Linked DNA regions of Rattus norvegicus: regions 2 and 3 are each linked to region 1. A link is a contact called in public Hi-C data. All regions are on one chromosome and are shown on one strand. The core of a region is the stretch at or near the end of the contact, and the rest is flanking DNA. Distances in the headings are between cores, read along the strand shown. Region 1 has its middle 150 kb from the start of Spp2. Region 2 overlaps LOC102554187 (a long non-coding RNA gene). Region 3 overlaps Spp2 (secreted phosphoprotein 2).

What was found. A called contact is a pair of places that touch in the nucleus more often than the background predicts.
Region 2: a Hi-C map of the A7r5 cell line shows a contact between it and region 1, with 1.9 times the contacts expected there. The contact joins two enhancer-like sites. A contact is called at or near these places in 2 of 12 Hi-C or Micro-C datasets (the A7r5 cell line and the Rat2 cell line).
Region 3: a Hi-C map of the A7r5 cell line shows a contact between it and region 1, with 2.1 times the contacts expected there. The contact joins two enhancer-like sites. A contact is called at or near these places in 3 of 12 Hi-C or Micro-C datasets (the A7r5 cell line, frontal cortex and mammary epithelial cells).

The regions. Positions count from the first base shown.
Region 1 is chr9:96,598,937-96,602,890 of GRCr8, reverse strand. No RefSeq gene overlaps it. Among named protein-coding and RNA genes, the nearest start is that of Spp2, 150 kb to the right of the region's middle. Within about 2 kb of position 1,725, at least 7 of the 93 cell types and tissues checked have an H3K27ac peak or open chromatin away from gene starts, as enhancers often do. A contact at or near this core is called in the A7r5 cell line, where this site is marked.
Region 2 is chr9:96,518,967-96,523,084 of GRCr8, reverse strand. The region is part of intron 1 of LOC102554187 (a long non-coding RNA gene); the gene reads left to right. Among named protein-coding and RNA genes, the nearest start is that of Spp2, 66 kb to the right of the region's middle. Within about 2 kb of position 2,289, at least 23 of the 93 cell types and tissues checked have an H3K27ac peak or open chromatin away from gene starts, as enhancers often do. A contact at or near this core is called in the A7r5 cell line, where this site is marked.
Region 3 is chr9:96,472,260-96,476,315 of GRCr8, reverse strand. It overlaps Spp2 (secreted phosphoprotein 2), which reads right to left. Exons shown (of 8, transcript NM_053577.1): 8 at 1,863-1,969. Among named protein-coding and RNA genes, the nearest start is that of Spp2, 19 kb to the right of the region's middle. Within about 2 kb of position 1,380, at least 3 of the 93 cell types and tissues checked have an H3K27ac peak or open chromatin away from gene starts, as enhancers often do. A contact at or near this core is called in the A7r5 cell line, where this site is marked.

The DNA of each region.
Region 1 (3,954 bases), core at 476-2,975:
TGCACATTTGTCCTGCAGCATCCCTGGGTTTTGTCCATCTTCCTGGCAGCCTAAGCAACCGACCCAAACTGGCAGCCCAGGCTTCAGTGTCCACTCAGGCCTTTCTTGAGCCTGAATTAAGATTGGTCACTATGATTCTTTTTTTTTTTATTAACATACCATACTTTCTTATCACGTGGAGAATATAGAAAATTTAGATACAAAGATTAAAAATGAACCTGTCCAGCCTCCAAGATGTGAATCCATTGCCATCTTCATGTGACTCCTTCCAAACCGTGAGGCAGCATTAGATTTTTACTTTGCTGGTCATATTTTGTTATCTTCTGTAGCTGGGCATGTGACAGGAAGGTTTGATGGCTTTGCCATGCATGTGCACCCCTACACACACACACACACACACACACACACCCGTCCAGTGGTCACTTCTCAGAGCTTACCGCCGAGAACCATGACATTACAAAGCTTACGCGTGAGGCTTAGTCACTGGGGTGAAGTCCTGGAAGACAGATCACGAGGTGGACGGACTTAAGTTCAAGTTCAGATAAATGCAGCTGCCTCCTGGATGGACAGGCAGTGAGGTTCCCATCATGAAAGTGTGTGAATGAGCCTTTTCTTCGGATGCCTTTTGAAGACCCACCAAAGGGTGGGGCCTTCCACTTTAATTTCTTGTTTAAAGCATGTGTGTGTGTGTGTGTGTGTGTGTGTGTGTGTGTGTACGCGCATGTACCCACTCATGTGCTCATGCCCATGCAAGTGCACTTGCCTAGCTGGAGGCCCAAGGTAGACATCGTGTGTCCCTCTATTTCCACTGTATTTTTGAGACGGCATCTCTCACTGAACTTGCTAACCATTTTGGATAAGCTGATTGGCCAGTTAGCCCCCAGCATCCTCCTTTCTTTATTCCTCCACCAGCTCTGGGGTTATTAGAATGGTACTGTCATACGAGGCTATTACATGGATGCTGAGCTCAGAGCCTCGTGCTTGCATAGCAAGTGCTTCACTCTTGTGCCGTGTCTACCGACGCTGGTGTAGACGCAACAGTGCTGATTTTATGTGCATCTGTTTCATTACCAGAGCAACTGAGCATCGTGCCCAGTTTTTCTGCTGACGTCTCTGAAGGGCCATTGGATATGCAGTTCCTTTCCTTACTCATAGAGATCGGAATACCAGAAATAAGACCAGAGAACCAGTGGGGTCAAATATCACTATAAAGATGAAGGTGGACAGCAGCCCACTTGAGAACCAGCTCAGTCATGAACAGCATTAGGATTCAACAGTGTGTTACCTCATCCCAGTCAAGGGCCTAGAAGGGTCTGACCTAGGAGAGGTCAGTTGGGGAGCAGGTGTTCTCCAGGAAGGGCTCTGTAGCAGAAGAGGCTCCTCTGTTGTGCCTATCAACTACCTGTGGTTTTCTCCTGTTGCTGCTAAATGTGCTTACAGCACATTTATCTCCTGTCAGGCTTGGCTTGCCAAACTGATTCAGAAGGGCTCTATTTGCCTTTTCTCAGCCAGGCTTGCAACATTTTTCAGAAACCGTTTCAAAGGAGTGAGTGGCAACAGTTGCTGGCATCTTTGACTCCATTGTGTTTAAGATCTCCGTGTGCCACCAGCTGAGCCCTGTGTGTTATGAAATCCTCATGGCTGCCCCTGTGGGAGGAAGGAGCCTTGTCTACACAGAGAAGATGGCCAGTTGCCAGGAACACAAGTGATGTAGGGTCAGGTGGTAAGCCTCGGGTCAGTACCTCAAAGGCCAGGTCACCCTGAAGTCAAGAGCTGTGACTCAGGGGCTCGCATTCCCGAGTCAAGCATTTGGGAAAGGAGAGCATTTATTTGGGTTTCTAACTGCTGTTCTGGGAAGCATGCTCCAAGTTGCTGATAATGGCTTCTGCAGCAGATTCCAAATTAGGGATGATGAAAACGCTCTGGGGAGGCCAGGACTCATCGGAATACTCTGCTTCGAGAGACATCAAAGGCCACCCGGATTCATCTGTCTGCCTAGAGGCACAGCTGTTCCCAGGAAGAGTCTCACACTTGATGCTGTTGGTGGCCCTTTCTCCTCCCCATTCTGTTTTATTTACACGGTTTTAAAAGTAGGCTGTATTGCTGAAATATTAAAAAAACAAAACAAACTGCAGCCATTGGACCAGCTCACCAGTTGAAGGCGTCTGCTGCTAAGACTAATGACTTGAGTTCGATCCCCAGTACCCACATGGTAGGAGGGAACTGACAGCCACAAGTCTTCCTCTGACTCCCACAAGTGTGTTCCCATACTTGCACAATTACATTCGTGTGCACATTCACATACACACAGACTCACACACACATACACACTCACACTCTCACACACATATTCATGTGCACACTCCCATACACACTCACACACATAAACACACTTACACATACACACAAGCATTCTCACACCACATGTACACTCACGTGCACACTCACATACACACACTCATACATACTCACACATATGTACACTCACATACCACAAGCACACTCACATACACACCCACACCCACACACACTGAATTCTTAAAAGAAAAAAAAACCAGTCATCTATTTTAAAAATAGTTAATAGCTACCATTCATTAATTTTCTAAACAATAGTTCTCACGTACTATTAACTGCTCTGGTCTGCTGTGGTGGCACAGACCAGCAATGCCTGTAGTCTCGGCATCTGAGAGTTTGCAGCATGAGGATCCAGGGTTTGAGAGCCTGGAGTGCATAATAAGACTGTCTAAAACAATCAGAAGAAGTCAAATAATGAGCAGCAGGAATAATGTTACTGAAACCATTACTCTGTAAATAACAGCACGTACTATCACCTGTGTATGTGGCAGGAGTGTCGCTCAGCTGCATGAACCCTTACAAAGTCCCGTGCTGTTCTTACTGCTGTTTTACAGGTAAAAAAAACAGGGGCAAAGACAACTTACTAAGTTGTTAAAAACACACCGCTTGCACACCCCTGATCAGAATCCCAGCTTTCATTAGAGCCAAAGCCTTTGTTCTCCATTGCTCTGCCCTGTTGGGAGAACTCATGCCCATAGTGATGCTCTGAGTGAACGGGTACTCACAGAAGATCCTGAGAGTCCCCCAGAGTCAGGGACCTTCACAGGTGCTCAACCCAAAGGAGGAGCTCAGATGGCAGTGATCCATGTGTGTCCCCAGCCTTTCCAGAGGAGAGTGGCTGTACTGTGTCTCTTCTTTTCCTTTGATCCTGTGAGCTAATCCCTGGGTAGGCTCATCTGCTTTCTCTCCCACTGGAGCCAAGACAGGGAACAGATGCTAGAGAATGGTGGATCTGCTCAAGCAGCCAGAGCTCCCTGTGTGCCCAGGGAAGCCAGGGGATCCTGTTGGTTTTGAGCCCTTGCCCACTCCCAAGAACATGGTTGTCCCAATCTTGCTTTTTACTGGAAAGGAAAGCTCAGGAAGGAACTAGGCTTATGCTCGACATCTTCAGTTTAAGCTTTTGTGTCGATACTAATTTTTTTGTATTTATTCCTGTATTTATTCCTCTGTATCTACCACTGACAGCCCTGAAGAATGGAAGGACACCAGAATTCTTCCAGCTCTTTTTTCTGAAGTTGCAATCGGCAGGGAAATCAGTGTCCGGCTTAATTATTGATTCATAGCAAAGATTCTGGAAAAGCAGGGATGGTGTTATTTCTCACAGTTTCTTGAAGGGTTTAGGGAGGGTCCCAGGGGCTGGTCTCGCATATAGTGTGGGTGGAGGAGGGGCTGGAATAGTGAAGTCTGTAAGAATGGGGGTGAGCTGGGTCTTTTCATCTCCTTTAGACCTCTGGTACTTTCCTCTCATTTCTCCATTGTTTTAGTTTTATTTCCTGTTGCTGATATGAAATGTCACAACGAAAGCAACTTAAGGGAGAAAGGTTTACCTGGCTCACAGTTCCAGGTTACAGTTCATCGCTGCAGGGAAGCCAAGGAAGT
Region 2 (4,118 bases), core at 1,040-3,539, 80 kb after region 1:
TCGTGGAGCTTTCCTGCCAGCCCCACTGATTTGTTTCCAAGCTGTGCATTGGCCCGGGATAATCTTCATCCTTCTTAACCCACGCACACTGCTCATTCCTTGATGAGCACACACTTACTGATGGCAAAGGAACACTTCCGGAAGGGCTCAGCTGCCTGTGCTCCCAGTGAGAAGGGACTTTTTGCCTGACTATGGTTCTCAGTGCTTTGGGGGAAGCCAAGCGACTCTGATATAGCAGGAGTGAATAGCATTGTAAAACAGCCTTCGAAACTCCTTCTGTGTGGAAATGGCTCACACTCTCCTGAGTCATTGAATCGGGTTGCTGGCGGACACCACTGAAGCCTGTGACTAGTGTATTGTGCCACATGGAGCGTGGCTGAAAGCTGTCACTGACATGCTTTGGGAATCAGCCTTAAGGTGTGAAGAGGTGTCCGCCTCACCGTGGCTAGCTAGTTCACTCTGAACTTCACGCAGAACATTGTGGAACTTCAGTGAGCAGTGAACCAAGCAGGAAGAGCCTCCTCCTCATGGGTACAGCATTCTAGGGTTCAGCAAACTTTCTGTCATCACTCCCCTTAATTTTCTGTTGTCTTTGGCTTCCAAGGACTCACCATAACACCCCTGAAAACCATAGAGCTTAGGGAAAGAGAGAGGAGAGAGTTTCGAGGCTGTGGAGAGAAATGGGTGAGGCTTCACTAGGAAGGGATAAACTAAGTCTACTGATGGCTCAGGAAAAAGACTCAACAGTAGACGAAAGGTGGGGAGCAGAGTCACCTCTCCTCCCTCGGCCCTCCATAGGTTACACCTTTGAAAGCTCAGAAACTAGACAGACAGGGATTTCAAACAGGCCCCAGAGAGGGCAGAAGGAAGTGTGTTCCCAGCTCTTTCCCTGGGAACTTGTCTCTGCGAGAAGTCAGTTGTGGAACATGCTTTCAAGGGGTGGAACCTTCCTGGCTAGGACCCTCTTGGGAAGGTGGCTCTTGGGAGAGAGAAAAGGGTCTGAAGGGCCTGGGAGCACTCCTCATAAATGAGCAAGGCCCTGATGTGGAGATTCAGTAAAGAAAAGCTTGAGGTTAGAGTTAGGAAGCTGGGGAGTGACCCCTTAGCCTCTTCCCAGCTCGCTCTATAGACCTAATTCAGATTATCTTCAGTTCATCTGAAACTTGCTTATGTAGATGATTAACCAGATGATTGGGTTACACTTCACTTCCGAGAGAACAAATAGACTTATTTTAAGCAAACACCCCTCACATGAGTTTCTTCAGACTGGGTTGTGAGGGAGGATTCTCCCCTAAATCATGAAGCTCCCCCTTGCCTGTGGGGGCAGGAACACAGCAGAAAGAGGTTTTCAGGAAGAAGACTGTTCCAGCCTGACATGTTTGACAAGTAGCACCAGGAGTTATGACTTCCTGTGCCTTTGATCTCTGTATCAGAGCCAGTCATCTCAGGGTCCCAGCAGCGTGTGCAGTTTGTGGTTAGATGCCTTGCAAATGCCTCACAGAGCCCCAGTTAATTATTGACTTGGGTTTAATCATTCGTTCTGAACAGCTCATTCCCAGGGGCCGTTGCCAGTGCAGCCCCCGGGTCTGGGTGACCCTACTGATTCCCACAGTGCCGGACTTAAGTGGAAACGATCCTGAAGACATTGCTAGTCATTCTGCAAGGCCTCCACCTCATGGGATGGCTTTGATCACTTAAGTCCAGCAGCCGGATTCTCTGCGGGGAATGGAGAACTCACTCCAACCAACGGTGGAACTTGATTGCCGTTTCTATAAGGCAGCAGCTCCACAAGGGTTCTCTCAGTGAGACACTGTCATTCGAAGCTACTTTCTAAGTCATCAGCAAGCCTGAGAGTGGCCCCTATACAGAGGGAGTGAGGCATTGTAAGTAGCAACATTTTGCAAACAGTCACTCCTTTGATTCTTTCCCAGTCCCTAAGGTCTGTGAGAGAATGCACATAGATATCAGGAACCAAATGAAGAAACCCAATTCATGCTCTCCTTGGCAAAGGTGACTCCATAGTCCCCTTGCACCCAACCTTAACCTTTGGGGCCACCTCTTGTCTGGATCACCAGGCAGTATGACCCTGGCTCTCTCTCTCTGTGCCATTGACTTTCAAAATGACTTCTGGTGACCTTGTGGGACACATACTCCGCCTCGGTGTTAAAAGGTCCCCCCCGGGTGTTTGGGGATGTGATTAATGTCTATGGAGCTCTGAATACACAGCCTCCAGTTAATGAGAAGCAGAAATATGAGACAGGATGTGGTCTCCTCTGTCCTGGCTTAGTCAAGTTCTGGGCCAGTGCCTCTCCTGAGTCATCCAGCTGCTTCCAGCTGCCTCCCGTCAGCCACAGGGCCATGGAAAACACATTGGCAGGCGTCCTCTTTGACGTGTTCAGCAGAGGCTAGGTCAGCTCTTTGGACTGTAGGAAAGGATATACGGTTTGCTGAGGGAGTCCAGTGGCTACAGTTTCCCTTTTTAGAGCTTGGCAGAGAATGAAGACTCTTAAGGCGAAAGTGAATGAAGATTCGAGGTGACGTAGTTTGTAGGTTCCATGTGTTGTTGAGACTCGAGCACCAACAGGGGAGAAGACGGAGTTTGCGAGGCTTCGGGGTCCTTGTCAGAGATTCAAATGACACCCCGAAATTTCTTCTTGGGGAACTCTTTCCCAATCTCTTTTATACAATCAAATGAGCAAACTTTCAGTAAGGCCACAGGGGTGGCTTTTGTATGCCCTTCTTCATGGATTCCCCTCAACATAACAGGTTTAAAAGCCTCCATAGTCCCCCTCTGAGTTTATAGGCTAGAACCCCAACTCACCAGAACCTCAGGATGGCAAATGCTAGCCCCTAAATGCTTCCTCTTGTTTTTAATGTGGGAGAAAAAATAATTAAAATGCCTTTGGCCCTAACACCTCCTTTCTCCCTCCTGATGTTAAAAGACATTGCATCTTTTGGGTGGGCCTCTCACAGTATGGTGGTCCCTAAGTAGTGGGTTGCCTATGTCTGACAGGGGAGGTGGCCCTTGCAATTGCAGGTACATATACGGCGACTGGAAGGCCTTATGGTGAAGCCAGTTCTTTGTCCCACTATTCCTCGTGGGTCTCTTTGGATACCCAGCTCACATTTTATCAAGGCCTGGAGCTAGACCACGGAAAGAGAGGAGCCGGAACACTTTATAATCAACCTCCCTGGAGAATCCTTGAGAGACGAGGGGAGACAGAAATGCGTTGGTAAACACAGATGTGGAAAACCAGCTCAGATAACAAGTCCTAGTCAGAACCATGCCGGCGGGCCCTCCTTTGAGTCCTTTTGTTAAAATCAAGTCATTTATACGTATGAAGTCAAAACCAGATGCGTGAGGTAGAAATGCTTGGAGAGAGGTCAGGGCTAGGGCTTCACTTAGCATGAAACAATCAAATAGGTTTTGTGTGTGTCTTTGAGGAGACAGAGGGTTTCTTAATTAGATCCAGGAAATTTACTTTTACTACAGTGGTGATGATTTCCCTTTGACAATACCTGAACAGAACAGGATGTAAAGCAGGCAAATTATTCAGAGAGTCTTTCCAGGGCAGACGGCACGAGGGGCCAGCAAAGAGGAAGGAGGACTTGTGTCACACACTGCTGAACTCCCAGAGGCCAGGGTGAAAGTCACCAGGAGAAGGAGCTACAAGTTCATCTTGTGGGTCACATAAAACCACCAGGGAACCCCAGCTGGGGGTTGGGGAGATAGTTCAGAAAGTAGACTGTTTATCAGGCACGTTTTAGGACTGGAGCTCAATCTTCAGTGCCCACATCTGAAGCAGCCATACAACTTTGATCCCAAAGCTGGAAGGCAGAGACATACTTGGGCTTACTGGCCAGCCTGCCCAGCCTCCTTGACAATCGACAGGAGTGTGAGGGGCAATGAGAGCAAGGTGGACAGTTCCAGGAGAACCAAACCCAGAGCTGTCCTCTGCACCCCCATACCTACACAGGCAGACAGACAGACAGGCAGGCAGGCAGGCAGGCAGGCAGGCAGGCAGACAGGCAGACAGGCAGACAGGCAGACAGGCAGGCAGGCAGACAGGCAGACAGGCAGACAGGCAGACAGGCAGACAGGCAGACAGGCAGACAGG
Region 3 (4,056 bases), core at 131-2,630, 130 kb after region 1:
CACATACCCATGGGAGCAGCACTAAATTGCTCATATGACAATAATAATTAAAGACGAAGAGGTTGTGAACTTGAGATGGTAGGGAGGTCATGGGAACAGTTGAAGGGAAGAAGGGGGGTAGGAAATAATGTGAAGACAATGTTAATAAAGGAAATTTTCCCCAAATTTTTCTTTAAATTAAAAAATGGGTAAGACCAGTCTTCCTCATTGGGAAGACAATGAAACCTAAAATACAAACAACAAAACAAAACAAAATGAAAATATGAACGTCCAAGGGGGTGAGAATTCTCTTTCCAGAAGGGAATTCTTTTTGGTTGGTCCCAGGCTTCAGCCTTTTCTCTTCCTCAGTGTGGGAATCCTGGGAGAAACTCCAGTTCCTTAAAGGGCCCCCATTCCAGTTTGTTAGCCAAAGGTTGAGACGCACGTGTATCACTAGATTAGCTTCATCGCTTCCAGACCAGCGCCATTCCCAACACCTTGTCTTAATCCTTCCGTCTTTAGTACAGTGCGTCTGTGTCTGGAACAAATACCGCGACAGAATACAGATTGGGGCCAAGTCCAAAGCACATTTCGTCTGTGCCAGGTACCTGCACATAAGAACCACTTCTTCAGAACACCTTGACTTTTAACTCTTTTAACTGTTTTCAGATGGCTGGCACAAGCAACTCCATCTTTGAGACTAGGTCTCACCACAAAGCCAAGCTGGTCTCAAACTTTTAATTCTCCTGTTTCAGCTTCTTAAGGGTCACCCAAGCACTGCTGTGCCAATATGCTAAACTCTTAGAACGAATGCCATTTCATGGTTTTACACACACACACACACACAAACACACACACACACACACACACAAACTCATGCCTGTGTGCACACACTGCACACACACAGACACAAATGACTCACAAATGGTGTCCTCCACAAAACAGGTGGATTTGGGGATGAGCCCTATTCGCTTGCGGGGTGGGGGGGTGTTTTTGACAATGCCTACTTTGAAGGATATTTCATTCTGTAGCTGATTTATTAGACCAAGTAATCCAAAGGAAAGCAGTAGTGTGGGGTACTCCTCTAGGGACAGTGGTTGATTGCAATGTATCTTTCTCTTTAGCCACTGGACCAATATTTTTATTAGTAAAAACCATGTGTATGCAGAAGGCAGAGGAAGACATCAACTGTCCGGTTTCCTCACTCCCTGCTTTATTTCCTTGAGGCAGCGTCTCTCACTGAACCGGAAGCTTTACAGGCATGTGTGGCCGTGGTTTTTCTTTAGTAGATGGGATCTAGAGATTCAAACTCAGGTTCCCATGGGCATTGATCAATCTTACCCACTGAGCCATCTCCCCAGTCCACTGAACTTTATTCCTAGGGTGGTTCTATGTGTACAGAAACACAGAACACAAAGTACAAAGTAACCTGTTCTCCCACCAAAGGTCTTTCTCTGTTGTTAGCAGCTTGCACTATTATGTCAGCTTTTGCTCCACTTGATGACCCAGGGCTGCTGTGTGGTCAGTTACATCCCACTGCATGGGTGTGTGTGGTCTCATCCATTCTCTACAGTTTAAGGAACAAATGGTGTTATGTATCACCTTGTCTCTATCATATGGGATAGTGTTCCTGCCCTAAAAGGTACCATGATGACTTAAAAAGAAAGATAACAGGCTGCTTGAGCCTGCTTGCTTTTAACAGGACATTAATATCTGTTGTACATTAGCTGAAAACACTTGAAACATAGTTATTCTGTGAGCCTCCATCCCATCCTCCTCCTCATGACATCAGTTTCTCATCTGAAACTGGATACTTAGTGATGCTCTAATCTGAAATTGGATACTTAGTGATGCTGTATTCCAAACCAGACAATACGAGAGCGTACAGGAAGGGGAAGATCTTTATTGCAAAGTGGAGCTTATCAAAGGAAAAAGACACAATTCTCCATGTCCTTCATTTCAGCTTCTGCTTCTCTTTCTTTCATGGAATCTATTCAAGAGAGAAGGAGGGGCAGGTTAGATCACCATGGTATGCGTCAGCACCCTGGGAAGGACAGTCAGGTTAGATTACCACAGTGTGCACTAGCATCCCAGTGTTGGATGGGATCCCAGCTCAGCCTGGGATTCCAATGAACTGCTCAGAAAGTGATCTAAATCCTACAGGAGATTTGAACAGCTACACATAGCAGTCTGCTTTGGACCAAAGACAGGATGAGAGACACCACAGGAAGATGAGGTAGCCTGGTCAGGGGACAGAGACACAGCCTCAGAAAGGGATCTCATGTCTCATAACAGGAAAGACCAGAGAAACCCCTTGCAGAGGCTGTGGCCAGGCATCAGTCTGTGAATGAGAGACAGAGGGGCCAGTCAAAGCTGTGGCTGGCCAGGGGCTGTGACAATCTGAGGAGATAGGGCTAGAGAGCAAATTTTCACAAAACTATCTATTCATCCATCCATCAGTTAATCTGTGCAGCAAGCAAGACTATGCGTGGAACCTTTACTGAGGGCTGTAGAGATGAAAAAGACACAATATTGACGTCCCCCAATATTTAAAGTCATGAACCAGAGGAGAAGATGGATGTCACCATAGTACAGCACTGTAAACGAGCTTCCAGATGGCTGACTCCAGAGACATGAGGAAATCAGCTTCTGAAGAGGGCAATGAGTGGGGTACACTGAGGTGAGCTAGGCAGGACCTTTGGATGAAGGTGAGACCCAGGGTCTAGTGAGGATTACGCACCGTGTGAGACACTGATGTGAGGCAGGAGGCAGAGGAAAACAGGATGTCGATAAAGTGGTGCAGACAGGGACCACACTAGTTGTGGCACTGCCCAGCCATAGCCCTATGGAGCTCAGACTGCATCCTTGAACTTAGCAGGGCTCTCAGGAATTTTTGTTAAGGGGAAGCCATGACTGAGCCTTCAAGGGCAACAAGAAAAACTGTCAGAAAGATTTGGGACACACTTGGCTAGAAAGGAAGAGGAGTCGAGAACATGGAGAGGGGCAGGACTGCAGAGTACTGCAGAGGAAGAGCTGCTTCACTCACCACACTTTGCATGAGGAAGGGAGGAGGCCTGAACTGATGTTTATGGCATGATAGTCACAGCCACGAGGGAGACACTGGGTCTCTAAGGAAGGACTTCGGTTTAAGCCTGGAGTGGAATAGTCAGTGGATGTGGGTGGCAAGCTGTTGTTTACTAAGCTGAGAGTTCAACCTGGAGGGATGGATCGGGTCAACCCCAGGCAAGCACATCAAAGCAGAGTCACTGTTGCAAGTCACTGTACCTGCTAGAGCAATTGGTAAGAGGTGCAGAGCAGCAGGAATGAGAGCCAAGGGAATGGGGAGTGGAGAGTGGTCAGGTTCTAGCTCTGGGGCCCCAGTGGGGTTTCCCCCCTCTCTTTTTGTGGAATCTGGCTCCTTCTGTGGGTGAGCAGGTTCTGGAGATCATAATAAGAAATTCTCACTAGCGAGTCTGAAACCTGAACAATGAAATCACTCCCCAGAGGCCAAGGTGCCTCAGGTGTTAGGGAACAGTGCCCCCACCTGGTTGGTGGTGGAAAGCGCGTAGCTCACACTTGCAGATTGGCAGCTACTTGGCAAGAACACATACAGTGCCACTCAGAACAGGACAAATGTATCTCAAACACTGAAGTTTCATGGAGAGATGTATTACAAGAAGAAAACATAGGTATAGGAAGCAGACATGAGAAATAAACCTCAATCCCAACACCACCTCTATGAGTAGGGTCTCTCTGAGCTCCTTGCCTCCTTCTCTAAGAAACAGATGATATGGCATGATATATGACATGATATGGTATGATATGATAAAGTATGGTATGATATGATATGGTATGATATGGTATGATAAGGTATAATATGATATGGTATGATAAGGTATAATATGATATGACATGGTATGGTATGATATGATAAGATAGGATATGATATGGTATGATATGGTAGATATGATATGGTAGGGTATGATATTGTATGGTATGATATGATATGGTATGATAAGGTATGATATGATATTTATGGTATGATATGGTAGGGTTGATATGATAGGGTATGATATG